Regions from separate parts of the Mus musculus genome. Here region 2 is linked to region 1. The links are chromatin contacts, called in public Hi-C maps. All regions are on one chromosome and are shown on one strand. Each heading gives the region's core, a stretch centred on a gene start, on an enhancer-like site or on the middle of the called end of the contact. The rest is flanking DNA. Distances are from core to core; before and after follow the strand shown.

The links. A called contact is a pair of places that touch in the nucleus more often than the background predicts.
Region 2: a Hi-C map of granulocyte-monocyte progenitors shows a contact between it and region 1, with 2.4 times the contacts expected there. The contact joins two enhancer-like sites. A contact is called at or near these places in 6 of 484 Hi-C or Micro-C datasets (B cells, CD4 T cells, LSK cells and 3 more) and 1 of 115 datasets of contacts at active chromatin or transcription factors (CD8 T cells).

Annotation. Positions count from the first base shown.
Region 1 is chr10:54,010,453-54,018,374 of GRCm38.p6, forward strand. It overlaps Man1a (mannosidase 1, alpha), which reads right to left. Exons shown (of 13, transcript NM_008548.5): 5 at 3,963-4,043. Among named protein-coding and RNA genes, the nearest start is that of Man1a, 61 kb to the right of the region's middle. Within about 2 kb of position 4,214, at least 30 of the 459 cell types and tissues checked have an H3K27ac peak or open chromatin away from gene starts, as enhancers often do. A contact at or near this core is called in CD8 T cells, LSK cells and granulocyte-monocyte progenitors, where this site is marked.
Region 2 is chr10:54,113,994-54,121,915 of GRCm38.p6, forward strand. No RefSeq gene overlaps it. Among named protein-coding and RNA genes, the nearest start is that of Gm16998, 42 kb to the left of the region's middle. Within about 2 kb of position 4,033, at least 185 of the 459 cell types and tissues checked have an H3K27ac peak or open chromatin away from gene starts, as enhancers often do. A contact at or near this core is called in CD8 T cells, LSK cells and granulocyte-monocyte progenitors, where this site is marked.

The DNA of each region.
Region 1 (7,922 bases), core at 2,964-5,463:
ATACTGATTCAGGGTCTAACCATGTGAATCTGCTTGATACACCCCTCCCCCCAAAAAACCTCCAAATACACCCCTATAGTCAAGGCTTGAACCAGGATGCACATACTATATACCAGATCAGTACTGGTGTCTGCCTGACCTCATTCCACCTAAGCCATATCCAACATCTAGGCCAAACTCAGCCTGTACATTTTTGTTTTTTTTTGCCCCGATCTGCTCTGTCTATATCAGACATGGAACTAATAAAAGAAACCCATGCACACAAATCTCATTGTAAAAGTATTAAACAATTTGAAATAAAAAAGCAGATATCTTCCCTGTAAAATCCAGCAGTCCTATAAAAATATTTGCCAAATGAAAATTACATAGATGAAACCAGGACACAGAATTTAAAAGAATAACTATAAACTTTATCACAGATTTCAAGGAGTTTAAAGAAGACACAAAGAAACAGTTCAATGAAATTAAGGAGAAAGAACTCAATGATAATAAGTCCTTGAGTGGTGCCCAAGAAAATATAAACGTAAGGCTGATGGAAATGGAAAGGACAATCTAGTACTTGAATATAGAATTCTATAAAGAGTAACATTGAAGCTGAAATGATGATGGAATTTCAAAACCAAATAATTCAACTAGAAAACTCAAAGGAAAGCTTTACAAGTAAGATGAGTCATGCCAAAGACCAAGCATCAGGACTCCAAGATAAAGCAGAGGCTCTAGACCAAATAAGTAATAAAAAATAGAAGAAATTAGCATACAGGAAATGTGGGATACCACTGGAAAAACAAACCTTTAAGTTATTACATAGAAGAGGGAAAAGACTCCCAAGAGAAAAGCACAGAAAAGATCTTCAACAATATCACAGAAGAAATTTTCTCCAATTAAAGAAGAATTCAAGAAAGAAAAAGTTTTCTAGAACTAAATGAAAATGAAACACAACAGAAAACCTCGGGAACACACTGAAAACAGACTTGCAAGGGAAATTTTATAGCTTTAAGTATCTATATTAAGAAATTCAAGCCATGAGGGTACACTCAGGAGGAAGAGGCAGACAGATCTCAGTGAGTTTGAGGCCTGCCTGGTCTGTAGAGTGAGTTCCAGGACATCCAGAGCTATAAAGAGAAACCCTGTCTAGAAAAACCCAAACCAAAACCCAAACCAAGACCAAAAAAAAACAAAAACCAAACAAAACCAACCAAACAAACAAACAAAAAAACCCCAAAAACTATCAGAATGATTCATGATATCACTCAAAAAAAAAAAAAAAAAAAGGAAAGAAAACCGAAGATACCAAATTCAATGCAAAGATTAATGAAAGAGAATTGAGAACGATATCAAGAATCAATGAAACAAAGATCTGATTCTCAGAGAGAATATACACAAGTAATAGACCCTAGATTTTTTGACATGACTAGTCGGGGGTGGGGGTTGGGGCCCAAAGTCAACAGAATCAGAAATGAACAAGGAAACAGACACCAAAGAAATTCGAAATATTATAAGGGAATAATTAAATAAAAAACTGTACTCTGTTAAATTGGGAAACTTCAGAAGAAATGCATGAATTTCTAGATTCAGCCAAACCACCAAAAATAAACCAAGAAGTCAAACACCCTCAAAAACCATAACAAATGAGGAGATTAAAATAGTAACAAAATTCCTTCAAACTAAAAAAAGTCCAAGGCCAGATGGATTTCTGTCAAAATTCTACCAGACTTTCAAAGAAAATCTTGAGCCAATCATTCTTAAACCATTCAAGAAAAGAAAGAAAGAAAGAAAAAAAAAACGAACGAATGAACGAAACAAACAAACAAACAAACAAACAAAGGAAAGGTGTAGCTCCAAATTCCTTCTATGGAGCCAGTATCATTTTTGCCTCCTAAAAATATCAAAGGCTATGCCCATAGTATCTAATCAACATGAGTTCTTATACATAAGCTCAACAAGGAACACAGTAATAAAGAGTGTAATGTGGATGGGGAAAACCTCAGGAGGCTTCAACCCTACCTATACACAACTAAGAAATGTAGAGAGTGAAAGAAAAGGTCTTCCCCAGGAAAGAGCACACCAATTCGGTATCCCCTATCAAGTGATCAGCCCTAGAAATATATACATACAAGTACCATTGTACAAACTGAACATGTTTTATTTATGCATATGTGTATATTGAGTAATTATATATGTGTGTGTATGTGTGTGTATACAAACATAGACACATATGTACATATGTATGTATGTAACAACAGTTAATGAAAACTGAGGTCATTTATTTGAAAGATGGCAAGCAGGGGTGTAAGGGAGAGTTCATATGGAAGAAAGAAAAGGGAAATGATGCAATTATTTTATAATCTCAAAAATAAAAATAATTTTTACAAGGCCTTTAACTTATTATTGTACTTACGAGCAAATGACATCATTTGTGGACATTTCATTTAGATAGGCACATCCACATATATCAAATATTCATAGAAACAGATCCACTCATATGTATGGAAACCCGGAACAAGTAAAACTTAAAAAAAGCTAATGAAAGGGACTTTATCCTTAGAAAAATACAGATATGTTTCTTTGTGTATTCCCCACAATCCCCATCAAGCTCTTGGACAGAAGGACACACACCTTACGTTTTCCAAATTGTGTCTTCTACGTGTAGGTTATGGAGGAACATAAAAGCAAGGTCATCTTAGCACACTGTCCAAACAATGAGAAAACTCAGGTTCAGGATGCTCAGGGACATGTTCATAAACAAAACATTAATTTGCATGCTGCTTTTATAAAATATAGTTGCTCCACTTAGGGATGCTAACCTGGGCTGCCCAAATGATAACAGAGCAGAGAAAGTAACGTGGGGGTGGGGCAGGGAGAGGAAGGGGGACTAGCACAGCAGAGACCTTTGTTTCCCAGGCTCAAATGATGCTTTGGACAGAATGACACAGGGGACTATAGGGACCATCTATATACTTTTTAAAAATGCGGTAGAACCGATTCCAAAGAGAGAGGGAGAGAGAGAGAGAAAAGGAGTCGAGAGCTGCTTTGCTCTGATGAGAAAAGCACCTTGGAGACAGGAACAAAGTCAAGCAGCCTCTCTCATTAAACATTTACTACCCTGCTTAAATCTGTTTGAAGCACAGAAATACATGAAATACTACACAGGCTAAGATCTACTCTTCCCCAGCCAGAATGCTGAGCCTGATGTCAATCTGACTGACGTGCGGTTGGAATACGTGACTACGTTTCCTTGATGTCAGCTCTTAACGCTGTCAGTATTACAGGTGAGCCGATTCCTGAAACTCTTAGTGGACACTTAACGTAAGTCACAAAGTTGTCCAAATGCTTTCAGGAAAATAGCATTGGTGCCCTTGATGAGCACGATGCAAAAGTCTTTAATCTACCAAAAGAAAAAAAAAGTAAATTAAAAATCCGTGCTTTGCCCTAAGCAGCAGATAATTCATTAAGCTTTGACTCAGGAAGAGAACGATGCATTTCTCACAGGGACTCTGGCCTGCAGGACCATGTGCTAGCAAGCTCAGAGTTGCAACCCCTCAATTTCACAGCTACTGTCATTTTCAGATCTTGTTTGTCATGCTTCCTTTACTTAAAAGTTTTTACTAAGCTAATATACTAACATTAAAATAAATTTGGAGGAAAAAAAATGCACTTATAAGTCTGCCGTTACGCTAAGCACGGGGAATATGCCCGCAGACATGTGGGATTTGTACTTCTAATCACAGCATGCATAGCATAATGGAGCCACGCTTTTAAAGGCAGCACCTTAACCTGACAATAGGAGCTGTCGGACTCCCCCCAGCTGGTTCATTGGATTGGCACACATTTTGAGAAATTAAGCTGATCGTCAGGATGTGAGGCTTCAGTGGGTTTTTCCACACCACAAACGGCACAATTAACAGTAAGAGTAATTTGGAGACATTTCATAATTCAAACGTCTATATGACTTTGCAACTTACCTCCTCTCCGGACAAATAGTAGGCTGACAGCAGTCCACCGACGAAGCGTATGTTGACTTCAAAAACAGAAACTTCAGCATTCTATGGGAACAAAGTGAAGTAGGTTAAGACATAATGATAGCATGCGAGATGAAAGCACATGGTATGACAAGCTGCTGTAATTTAAAGTCTGCGCAGACCTGTGTGCTTGCCCAGGGGCACCTATAGGCAAGACAGGAAGTCCCTTGTAAATATGGCAAAACATGGGTAAGCAGATAAGGAATAATTCTGACTCAAAGCAAAATTATAAAAATAGCACAAACTAAAATTCTGTCTTTCCTATATGCAGAAGCAGACCTAACACTTGATATTCTGTAGCTGTGCAAAGGCAACGAGATCAGGGCTTTTATTATTATTTTTTTTTATTCCGTGTTCTCATTATTTCCTTCATTTGTCTGCTTTTTCCTCCTGAAAGGCCAATCAGACTACAGTGTGGCTGCTAGCTCCACACTAGTCTAGCAATCTGTTTCTATTATGTTAAAGTGGCACAGGCAGAATGCTAATGACACATAAACCTGGGGCTTGAGTTCCAGTGCTGCTCCATGCCTCTGCCTTCCCAGTCACAGCTCTAAGGCCACATTTTGTCTTGGCACAACAGTGATAACAGTATGTGCTTTCATTGTTAGAGTGGTTCTTAGTTACATCAGTAGTAGCTTGATTTTATTATTTACAATATGGCACATGCTTTACTCATTCCCTTATGTCCTTTATTCCCCACTCAGACCTTAATTATCATTCCTATGTCCTGTCCACAGAATGAGAAAAAAGCTAGGCTGAGAGTGATGAATGTGACCTTTTGAAGTCCACACAACAGTAGAAGAATTAGGATTTCAATGGACACATGTTTACTCATGGTTCAAAACCTGGCTCTTCTGGACTCTACGGATACCTCACAGACTACACTTCATGCCTGGTTATTAATAGTCAAATAATTGTGATACTTAAGTAGTAATTACCACCAATAGCTTTATGGTTCTATAATATTTTACTGCTAAGTGCATCTCTATTTTTTAATGAGGTGTTTAGCATAGTATGACCCCAAACAGACATAAGGTATACTTCATCAGGCCTACTAAGTAACTGTCACTTCTGGTTAGTATCAAACCATTCACGGATACTGACAAGGGCCAAGAGCAAAATAGAATGTATGGAGCCAGCATCTGTCAGATGAACTTAGAAAAGCCATTTGAGATATCGCCTTTAGAGACCATTTATTAAGCAACTACTATGTGCCAGGCCCAGGCCTAGGTTCTGTGAGTACAATGAAAACTGACAAGATCCTTAAACTTAAGTCAGTCTTCATTTCAGAAAAGAGTTTCAGAAACAAATAAGAGATGGATTGCTTCATTCCTACATGCTCTCCCAAAAAGGATCTAGGGGTCTAATAACTGAAGCTCCTACTTAAGAAAGTCCCTGCAAAAGAGAGCTTATAAAAAGTTAGAACTGTTAAAGATGAAACTATCATAAAATAAAGCCATGGTATGAGTGTATTTAATTGTACTGAATAATTTATATTTTGCAACTTATATATTTGGATTAAACCCCCTCTGTATTATGCAATTTATCACTAAAATGGATCACTCTGAATGAGGGTCATTTAAACCCTGCTGTTAGTTCACACAACCTCTGATTTAAAAAAAAAAAAAAAGGAAAATTTATTGCATTTAGTTTGGTTCATACTTATCTCTCATATCTAATAGAAATAATGTCTAATAAAACTCTAATGAATATCAGCCCTTAGAGCACATTTGCCTTAGTTTGTATTTGTGTTTTTTTTTACATTTTAAACCAGAAAACAGTTTTTCTTCGTGTTTTCACTTAGAGAAGCTTACAGAGGTGATTTTATTTCCTTATTCAGGCTCTAGGCTCATTACACATGCGTTTCCCATTTCCCCTTTGAAAAGCACCGGACAGTTGAGACCTTTCTATAGACATCTGATGAAAATTATTGCAAGGTAGGGGACTGAGCCATGTCAATTGCCATCAGAAATATATCTCAATCTAGACATCAATCACTTATTGGATGCAGTTAGTCAAGCAGCTATTGATCCAGCTCTGTGTGTATTCCAGAACCTGCATTCTATTTATCTTGCTTTGCTGTAGCATACTGAAAGATAACCTTGCAATGTCCTGCGCTCAAGGTCAGCGGCTATGACATTTCAGTTGCAGGGACAGAATCATCTAGGGAGATTGAGGCAAAGTCAGGATTGTTAGCTAAAGCCATCCAGGTTCCCAGTGATTAGAATGCCCTTGTCTTTGAAACACTTGCTCAGAGATACCACAGCATCACAATCCTTAACTCTCATCATCTCCTTGTGCTTGGAAAGCAGAACTGCACAGGAACAATGTTCCCGACCCCTGCCCAGGCAATTCTTTCTGCCTCATTTTTCCAAAGTTACATTATTTACAAACCTTAGTTTAAGCTCTCCTTAATATTCTAGGGTATATTATCTTTTAGGCCAGAGGATTGACATTTCGATACTTTGGATCATTCCTTACAGAACCTTAGGTGAAAAAAAAAGTGTTTTTTTTTGGGGGGGGGTGGATAAAATTTTATACTATAAGCAAATGGTTGCCAGTTATGAAAATTCTGGTCTGGGGCTAGGGAGATGGTTTAGTGGGTAAGGATGCTTGTTATACAAGTATTTGGACTTGAGTTTGAATCCCCACACCTGTGGGAAAAGGGTACGCATGGCCATTTGTGATTGTAAGTGCAGCACTGGAGGCTAAAGAAGGGAAGAGCATGGGAGCTTCATGTCCCTGGCCAGCCAGCCTAGCCAGGACAGCTGGCTGCTAACTGAGTGATAGACCTCTCAAGTGAATAAGGTAGAGAATTATAGAAAACAAACACACACACACACACACACACACACACACACACACACACACACAAACACACATACAAACACACACACAAGAACACACACACTACCATGTACACACATACATTAAAAATCTAATTAATTCACTAAAAATTCTGTTGTGAATTAGGAGGATTAGACTGGAGGCTGATCTGAGTGTGAGATCCTGGATAACTTATTTGCTGTCTCTCAACATCTGTTTTGGCACTGGTAAAAGACTGGTATGCACTTTGTACAAGGTACTCTGAACTCATGAATGTCAGGCAGAACACATACCTGGAGAAGTCACACATTCAGTAGACAGCTGTTGCCATCTGGATATTCTGTAGTACCTAGTGTATAGTCTTATGGAAGTCATAATTTGAGCAGTATATTCAGCCTTTTGTTCAAACTGAATGAACCTGCTAATATCAGACCAATTAGCAGCTATAGGTCGGACATGGCTGAAGATGTACTATACTCTTAACCAGATCTCAATTAGAGACTACTCTTTTGTTTTTCTTCTAGCATTGCTGTACAAAAATAAAACACATTCAAACAAATTCATGCATATGTTTAATGAAATAGGTGGTATAATTAAGTTGACATAAAAATATCAGGAGGTTGAGTACTGTAGGTCATTGAGAAAGAATGCTTTAGTTATGAGGCTTACTGAGTACCTGTGCTGGCTAGATTTATATCAACTTAACACAGGCTAGAACCATTCAAGAGAAGGAAAGCTCAGTTGAGAAAATGTCTGGATAAGATCAAGCTGTAGGCAAGCCTGTAGCGCATTTTCTTAATTAGTGATTGATGGGGGAGAGCCCAGCCGATTATGGGTGGTGCTATTCCTGGGCTGCTGGTCCTGGTTTCTATAAGAAAGCAGATTGAGCAAGCCATGAAGAGGAAACGAGGAAGGAGCATTCTTCCATGACCTCCGCACCACCTCCTGCTTCCAGGTTCATGCTCAGGTTGAATCTGAGGCATCAGTCAATAGACTGTGACGCAAGATATGTAAATCAAACAAACCCTTACCTCCTCAAGTTGCTTTTGGCCATGGTGTTTCATCACAGCAAGAGAA
Region 2 (7,922 bases), core at 2,783-5,282, 100 kb after region 1:
CTTCCTCTGTTTTCTGAATGATCGGCAGTCTGTACTAAGCCCTCTACTAGCAATGTTCAATGTCCTGTGTTTAGACTTGTTTATTTTGATGGCTTCTGGTGAGCTCTGCATGTCTGTGTAACTCAGACGCCCATTTAAACCTGAGGTGTGCCTCCCAGACTTTGTTCTTGCTTGTATCTCAGGCATAGTATGCCCATCTTCCCAAGATGGGAGTCTCTGCTGATCCTGATCATTTCTTGTGTGCTCTTATGTTCAGTGTACCCAGTAGTCCTAAACTCCTCTTCTCCTTTTCCATTTGGTCCAGTCAATGCCTGGTTTTTACTCTTTATATCTCTAGTAACTTCTGAGTTCATTACATTCTCTTGTCATTGGCTCAATTAGAATCAATCACTCTATCACCATTTTAACTAGACTTGATCTCCTAAAAACATTCTTCACTTTAAAAAAAAATCCCAGTTTAGACCAAAGAGATAGCTTAGTTTGTTAACTCCCTGTCTTCAAAGTGTGAAGACCTGAGTTTGATCCCCAGAACTCATTTAGATAATCTGGGTGGGGTAATTTACAGTTGTAATCCCAGAACTGGAGAGCCAGAGAAGGGCCGATCCTCAAATCTTGTTAACCAATCAGTCTCCCTATTTGGTGAACTCCAGGTCTGTCTCAAAACTCAATGTCGAGAGCACTTAAGAAATGACACCTATGGCTGATCCCTGGCCTCAACATTTGACAGCACACAGAAACATATATGTTCCCTATCCCAGATGCTGTCTTAGGTTCTTTGATGTTGCTGTGATAAAATACCACGATCAAAAGAAACTTAGTGGAGCAAGGAGTTAATGTAAGCATACAGTTAGGTCTCATGGAGAATTCAAGGCAGAAACTTCGGCAGTTTATCACATCACAATGAAAGTTAAGAGCAGAGAGAAACAAATGCAAAGATGCTCATTTAATTGCTTGTGCTTGGCTAGCTTTCTCCAATTTTATACAGTTCAGGAACACTTGCTAGGGAATGGTACTGCCCACAATGGGTATTCCCAACTCAGTGGGGTATTCCCACCTCAATTAAAATAATAAAGACGACCCTAAGGCCAAACCAAGGGAGACAATCAATGGAGACACTCTTCCCAGGTGATTATGTCAATGTCAAATTTGACAGAGCTAACCATCATACGTGTACTCCACACCCCTAAACATACACATACACACACACACACACACACACACACACACACACACACACACACACACACACAAATTCATAATTTTTCTAAAATATTTATTATCAGGGAATGGTACTAAGTTTCTAGTGTACATTGTCAGTGGTCCTCCACAGTCTTTAATAAAAGCCTCAACATGAGGCTGGAGGGATGACTTAGTGGTTAAGAACACTTGTCGCTCTTGGAGAGGATTTGCTTTGGTTCCCAGCACCCACACCAGCTCAGAACCATCACCCAGCTCAGATCTACCCATAACTCTAGTTCCAGAGGCTCAGATACCTCCTGATTTCTATGGGCACTAGGCACATATGTGGTGCATATGCATACATATAGATAAACCATTCATTACACATAATATAAAAACAGAACTTAAAGGGGGAAGCAAACCAACTCTTAGTCATTTGACACTTTGAAAAGTTTCATATAATTGTACTCCACTGACAATATCTGGCATTTATTTCTTGAAGATTTCACTCAAACTGCACTTAAACAGTTTCAGCTGATAGAAGGGCCAGTCCTTACCTTCTGTGTCTTTGTATATTCTCTTCACAGTCTGTGTCTCCTTCATACCACAACCTGGACAACCAATAGCTCCTCAGAAAAATATTTGCTTTGTTGTTTTGCTTGTGAGTTTATTTTCAAACCCGTGCTTGGCTCTCATTGTCTTTTTCCTTTAAGTTAAAGGGATCCCCTCCCTTTAGCACCTAAGATGCTGAGATCTTTATCTCTGATTCCTGAGACTAAAAACACAGCAACTGATAGAATGGTTGGTGTTCAATAAATGGAAAAGGAGTAAATAAAGATGGTTAGAAAATTATCTGTTGTGTTAGAGTTGGAGAAAGAACTCTGACATCCTATTCTCTTCGTATTGTGAGTTAGTAAAGCATTCAATTTTGTTAGCCAGAAGACAGAATCAATTGTGAAAATGATTTGTAATTTCCCTTCTGGCAGGTATTGAAAGTAGAATTTTCTAAGTACAGAATTTTAGGATCAGAACATACTTTATAAAGTACAGCTATATTTCCTAGCCACACATATTTCAGATCTTGGAATGTCAAACATGCAAGTCTATCAACATCATTAATAGATGTACTGTAGCCGGGCGTGGTGGCACACGCCTTTAATCCCAGCACTCAGGAGGCAGAGGCAGGCAGATTTCTGATTTCGAGGCCAGCCTGGTCTACAAAGTGAGTTCCAGGACAGCCAGAGCTACACAGAGAAACCCTGTCTCAAACAAACAAACAAACAAACAAACAAACAAACAAACAAACAAAAAGATGTGATGTAACAGCTGATAATTACTCTTGAAGCAATATAGCTTATTAAAGCATTTTCAGTGGGGTAATGTTTCTAAATGTTTACTTTTTGTAACAAATCTTTTGACTGCCCCATCCCCCGATTTATTCATTTTATTTTATGTGTAGGAATGGTGTTCTCCCTGCAAGTATGTATCTGCCCCCCTACATGTAGTACCCATGGAGGTCAGAAGAGTCCATTCAATCCCCTGGCACTCATTTACAGGTGAATGTGAGCTACCACATAAGGTTTAAAAACAAGTCCAGTTTCTCTATAAGAGTCATGCACTCTTAAGAGCTGAGACATCTCTCCATCCCTCCTGCATAGGAACCTCTGGAAATCCTCATAGATACACTCAGAAGCAAGGCTTACCAATTGCTGAGTCAGTTCCTTCTCATTCTTTTATCTATACTCTTGCCTCACTGCCCTTCTTAACTCAAATTTACTTCCCAGGTTTGAGTTTTCTCAGCCAGTCTGAGGAAAGAGACCCTGTTTGTGGCGTTGTAGTAATCAGTTAGAAAACTGCCAAAGTACTAGTGCCTCGTGTTCTAATGTTTAATATGATTTCAGAGAAAATGGTTTATAAGTCATTGCTGATGGCTTGTAGCCGCCGTTTAAAATTGGGAGGTTTCTCTGTATGTTTTTTTTTTTTAATTTATTTCATTTCATGTGTGTGAGTGTTTTGCCTGCATGTATGTATATGCATCAAATGTGTGCCTGCAGCAGTGAGAAGAGGGCATCGAATCCATTGGAACTAGAGGTAGACAGTTGTGAGCCATCATGGGGGTACTGGGAACTGAACCTGGGTCCTCTGAAAGAGCAATAACTCTTAAGTTTCAAGTTATCTCTACAGCCCACAAATTCTTGAATAGAAGAATCACATCTTATGTGGGTATTGGATAATATGGCTACTCTTTACTTAAGAAAATTCTTTTATTTCACCATAAAGCAATGTGTGCATGGCTTTGAAGGAACATCTCCATTCAATAATTCTTGGAAAACTCTACCATACTTTCAAAAGGAACAAATGAGAAGCAGGAAGGTGTGTGTGTGTGTGTGTGTGTGTGTGTGTGTGTGTGTTTGTGAATTCTTCTCAATATAACCATTATGTTACCATAATAAGCATCTTTGAGGGTTCTGACATATTTCAGCTTGACTGTTGATTACATCACTGTTTTAATATTAAGCTTTTTCACAATCTTAATACTTCTATGGTTTGATTTATGCTCATAATAATTAATGAGGTAATTCTCCACTAGCACGGAGATCTTAGGCATCACCATAAGTCAACTGTAAAGGCTCCATCTGCAGCCTTTTTAGTGGAGGCAAATCTTGCCTGGAAATCAGAAGAGGTCATCCAGTTCCCTGGAACTGAGTTACAGATGATCATGAGCCACCACATGAACACTTACTCTGTTTCTGAAACTGGGCCATCTGTTTCCTGTTTCTCCGAGTTGATCTTCCTCCCTAAGCAACTGCTGAAGTCATGGCCACTGAATGAGTCACAGCTTCCTTGAGGGTGAACACGCATACATAGGCAGCCTGTCAAGTACGTGAGGGTGTGAGGAGACCCTGGTGACTCTCCACCTAGTCTGCTCTCCTCTACATATTTTGTTCTCAGTGTCCTTCCTCTCTCACTTGTTAGTCTGCACCTGGCTCTAGAGCAGCAAACAGGACATTGTTTCTCTAGTTTCTTTCCTAGAATTCCTGATGGATTTCAGCCAGAATGTTTTCTTTTTAAAACATGATAGTTTATAAACCTTTATTTCTTTATTTCTCATTCCATGCTTTCTAAGTGGAGTGAGGATTCCCAACCCTTCTAATGTTGCTTCCACATCATCATTCCTGCTCACAAAAGTCCTGTTCCTTTGAGGCTGACCCTTGCACTCTAATCTAATACCTCAGCTAGCATTTGAACATTGAACATTGAACATTGCTTCTGAGGCAGGCAATGTGTTAATCATTTTTTTAAAATACACTGTTCCTTTGAAAACTCAAAACCACATTGTATGGTAGGAACTACTCTTATCACATCTGTTCGAGGTTTATGAAAACTAGGAAACTCATTCTTACGTGTGTAACATGAGCAGAAGAGAGTGTAACTACTTGCTTTGTTGTGAGCTTTCAGTACATGTGAAGTGCTGGTCATTTACTGGTACTGTTGTTCCTGAGGGCCTTGTGAAAAGGGGGAAATATGGGCTGTAAGCCCTGGAAGTCTAGCTGTGGAATTCCTACCGTTAGTCATCAAGTAGGACCAGACAACATTCCTCTGGTATCTGTTAAGGGGTCTCTGCTTTACAGGTCAGGAGCAAATTCTTTGTAAGCATTCCTGAGCTATTCTATTCTACAATGTCTCGTTCTCTTTCTTGCTTTGTCTTGTTCTTTGCAACTTCTTCTCATTGTCTTATTCACTCACTACCCCTAAAGTTTCAGAGTTCCACTGCACTCCCACTTTGCAGCCTAGCTCACCTTGTCATTATTATCATTGTCACTGAGATGCCCACTACATCCTGTAATGCCACCAACAGTTCATTATCTGCCGTCTCTATCAGTCCCCTGTTTGGAAGATTGTTTTGTCTTCAAGTCACAACTCTCATTCTTGTAGATGCTCTCAGCTCCTTTATTCACCTATCAAATAGTTTTTTACCCTCTTCTTCCCTACTGGAACTTTAGTTCTTATAGAGTTAGGCTAGAATCTTGATCTACATCTTAGCAATTATGGATGGATGAAGAAAAATTGATATCCTGACTGCTTAATTGTTACATTAAATACATTTATCACCCTACTTAATGTCTTTAAACAGATTCTTGGCATTGCCTGACAGTGTTTGCTTTAATAAAGCCATTCTCAAGGGAACTGTTTTATACTTCCCCTTACTGCTGACCTTGTTGGTTATATCATTAAGAATATGGAAATACAGTGGTAGTGGGGAAGTCCGTCTTTCCATTGTTGGTCTGACAGAGCTACCCTGAAGTTGCTCCTGCCTCTGAGTTTCCTCTTCTTGTAGAGGAACCTTTTCTTTAGTTAAAGTTTACTCTTGCTTTCTGTGTTCTCTGTGTCTATAGAGGAAGTGCCCCCTCTTACATTAGAGCTCAGCTTTGCTTGTGATCTGGATCTGCGTCCTTACTAGCTTTTAGCCTGCTCTTAATTTCAAACACTCCTTTTCAATGGAGTCCTTCTTTCAGCATTGGGCAGTGTTCTGGGATAGTCTACCATCAAAGAACCACTGCCTTTGAGGCCACCCTTTCAATTCCAGGGACCTCGGATCCGAAGTGGCCTGCCTGCTTCTGTTCCCTGCTTCTTTCCTCCACATTACTTTGTCCCCACACCATTAATTCATTTTTATCTGGTATCTCTTTCACCTCTCCACTAAACAGCCTTTGCTGTTAAAATAGCCAATGTGTTCTGTTCTGCCCATCCCAAAGGATAGTATTTAGTCTCCACTGTGATGGCTGTACTTGTTCATTCAGCATCATGTTGTTTTGGAGAGACCATCCTTCAGACTCAATCTAAAGCAGTCTCTCCCTTCCATGACAGTGCACTATGGCATGACTTGGTTGTATTTTGTTCATAGGATGTATTCTGTGAGTTTATCTTGTTTGTGTATTTGCTCATTTATTCTCTGGGCCTCTCTTGTCTCTACCTAGAACTGTGCCTGGCACATCACAGACACTGAATAAAAATCTCTTGAGTGACAAGGACAAGGCTATATTTAGAATCATCTCCTCTCTCACAACTAGGTTTTTGTTAGCTGGGTGATGCTTGTCTGCCTGTCTCTTTCTGACATCAGGATGATCTTGCTTTCTCAAATCTCCCTCCTCTTCTAATTGAAGAGAATTCCTGGTAGGCTCAGCCTTGGTCAGACCAACCACAATTTGGATCTAAAATGTCTTCTCTGTCACCTCTGCTCTCACTCCTAAGTCATTAAGGCCACATATTTCAAGAGGCTGAGTTAGAAAAGCTTCTTCCTAAATGCTAATTGTAGGCTTTTGGCTTGGTGGTGTTTGGTATACATGTTTACTACCAGTTTTACGACTGCTATCCAGCCTTCAGAACATCCTTGCTCTGAGGCCAACTGGCTCAGCTCCAGAGCTTGTCTCTTGTCTTTTGAGATCTTAAGTATCTGGGTCAAAGTTACTTGAAGACTCGACTTTTGTTATCTAGCCACTAAACTATCCTCATTACCCTGTGAACCATGCTGACAGTGAAAATTAGGAGTGTCTCTGTAAGAAGTCCAACCTGGATGGTTTCAGAGCACATTTAGTCAGTTTGGCAGGGCAAAAGCAACATTAGAGCCAACAGGAACATCCAATTTCAAAAGTCACTAACTACCAGCCATACAACATTCTGTTCCATATTACTATATTGTTAAACAAACATAAAATTGAAAAAAGCCCATAAAGGCATGATGGAAGAAAAAGTTTGAATTACATTTTTTTTTATCTTTTTCAAGACAGGGTTTCTCTGTGTAGCCCTGGCTGTCCTGGAACTCACTCTGTAGACCAGGCTGGCCTTGAACTCAGAAATCCGCCTGCCTCTGCCTCCCAAGTGCTGGGATTAAAGGCGTGCGCCACCACTGCCCGGCTGAATTATATTTTTAAGAAGCTTTCTTTGAGCAGTTATATATATTTCTTTTAATCATGATTTGGAGAGAATGAAAATATTCTAGTTCATACAGAGGCATACATATCTCCTTGAGACTTGGGTGAGCTATATGTATACCCAGGGACTCTAATAGTGAGGTATGATAGAGAGGGAGTGACTAAGTATTTCTGGATGTCTAGTTTTAACCACTTGTCTGCTTATGCCCACTTCCACATCTGGGTGATTGAGTAATTGATCATTGCATCTGGGGAACTATCAGTAAGGACACTGGAATACTGTGAGTAAACAGCGACCATTCTAAGTACTACAGGGAGACATATGCAAAGAGTACACATGGAGGGGCCCATGGCTCCAGCTGCTTATGTAGCAGAGGATTGGCTTATCTGGCATCAATGAGAGGGAAGGCCCTTAGTCCAGTAGAGACTCCATGCCCCAATGTAGGGGACATGCTAGGGCTGTGAGGCGGGAGTGAATGGGTAGGTGGGGAAGCTCATAGAAGCAGTGGGGAAGGGGATAGGATGGGGGTTTGTTGAGGGAAAACTAAGAAGGGGATAACACTGAAATGTAAATAATAAAATCACCAAGAAAAAGAAGGAAAAATAGGGAAAATTAATGTCAATGGTAAGTGGGGAACACATAGCCCTCTGCAGTGTCCCATGCCCCTTCCCCGACAAAGAAAATAGGGGGGGAAAAAGCTTGCTTTTTGTCTTCGTTTGGGTTTCTGTTGCTGTGCTAAAACACTCTAAGCATGAGCAACCAGAGAGGGAAGGGTTTAAGGGTTTTATTTCCTCTTACACTTTCACATC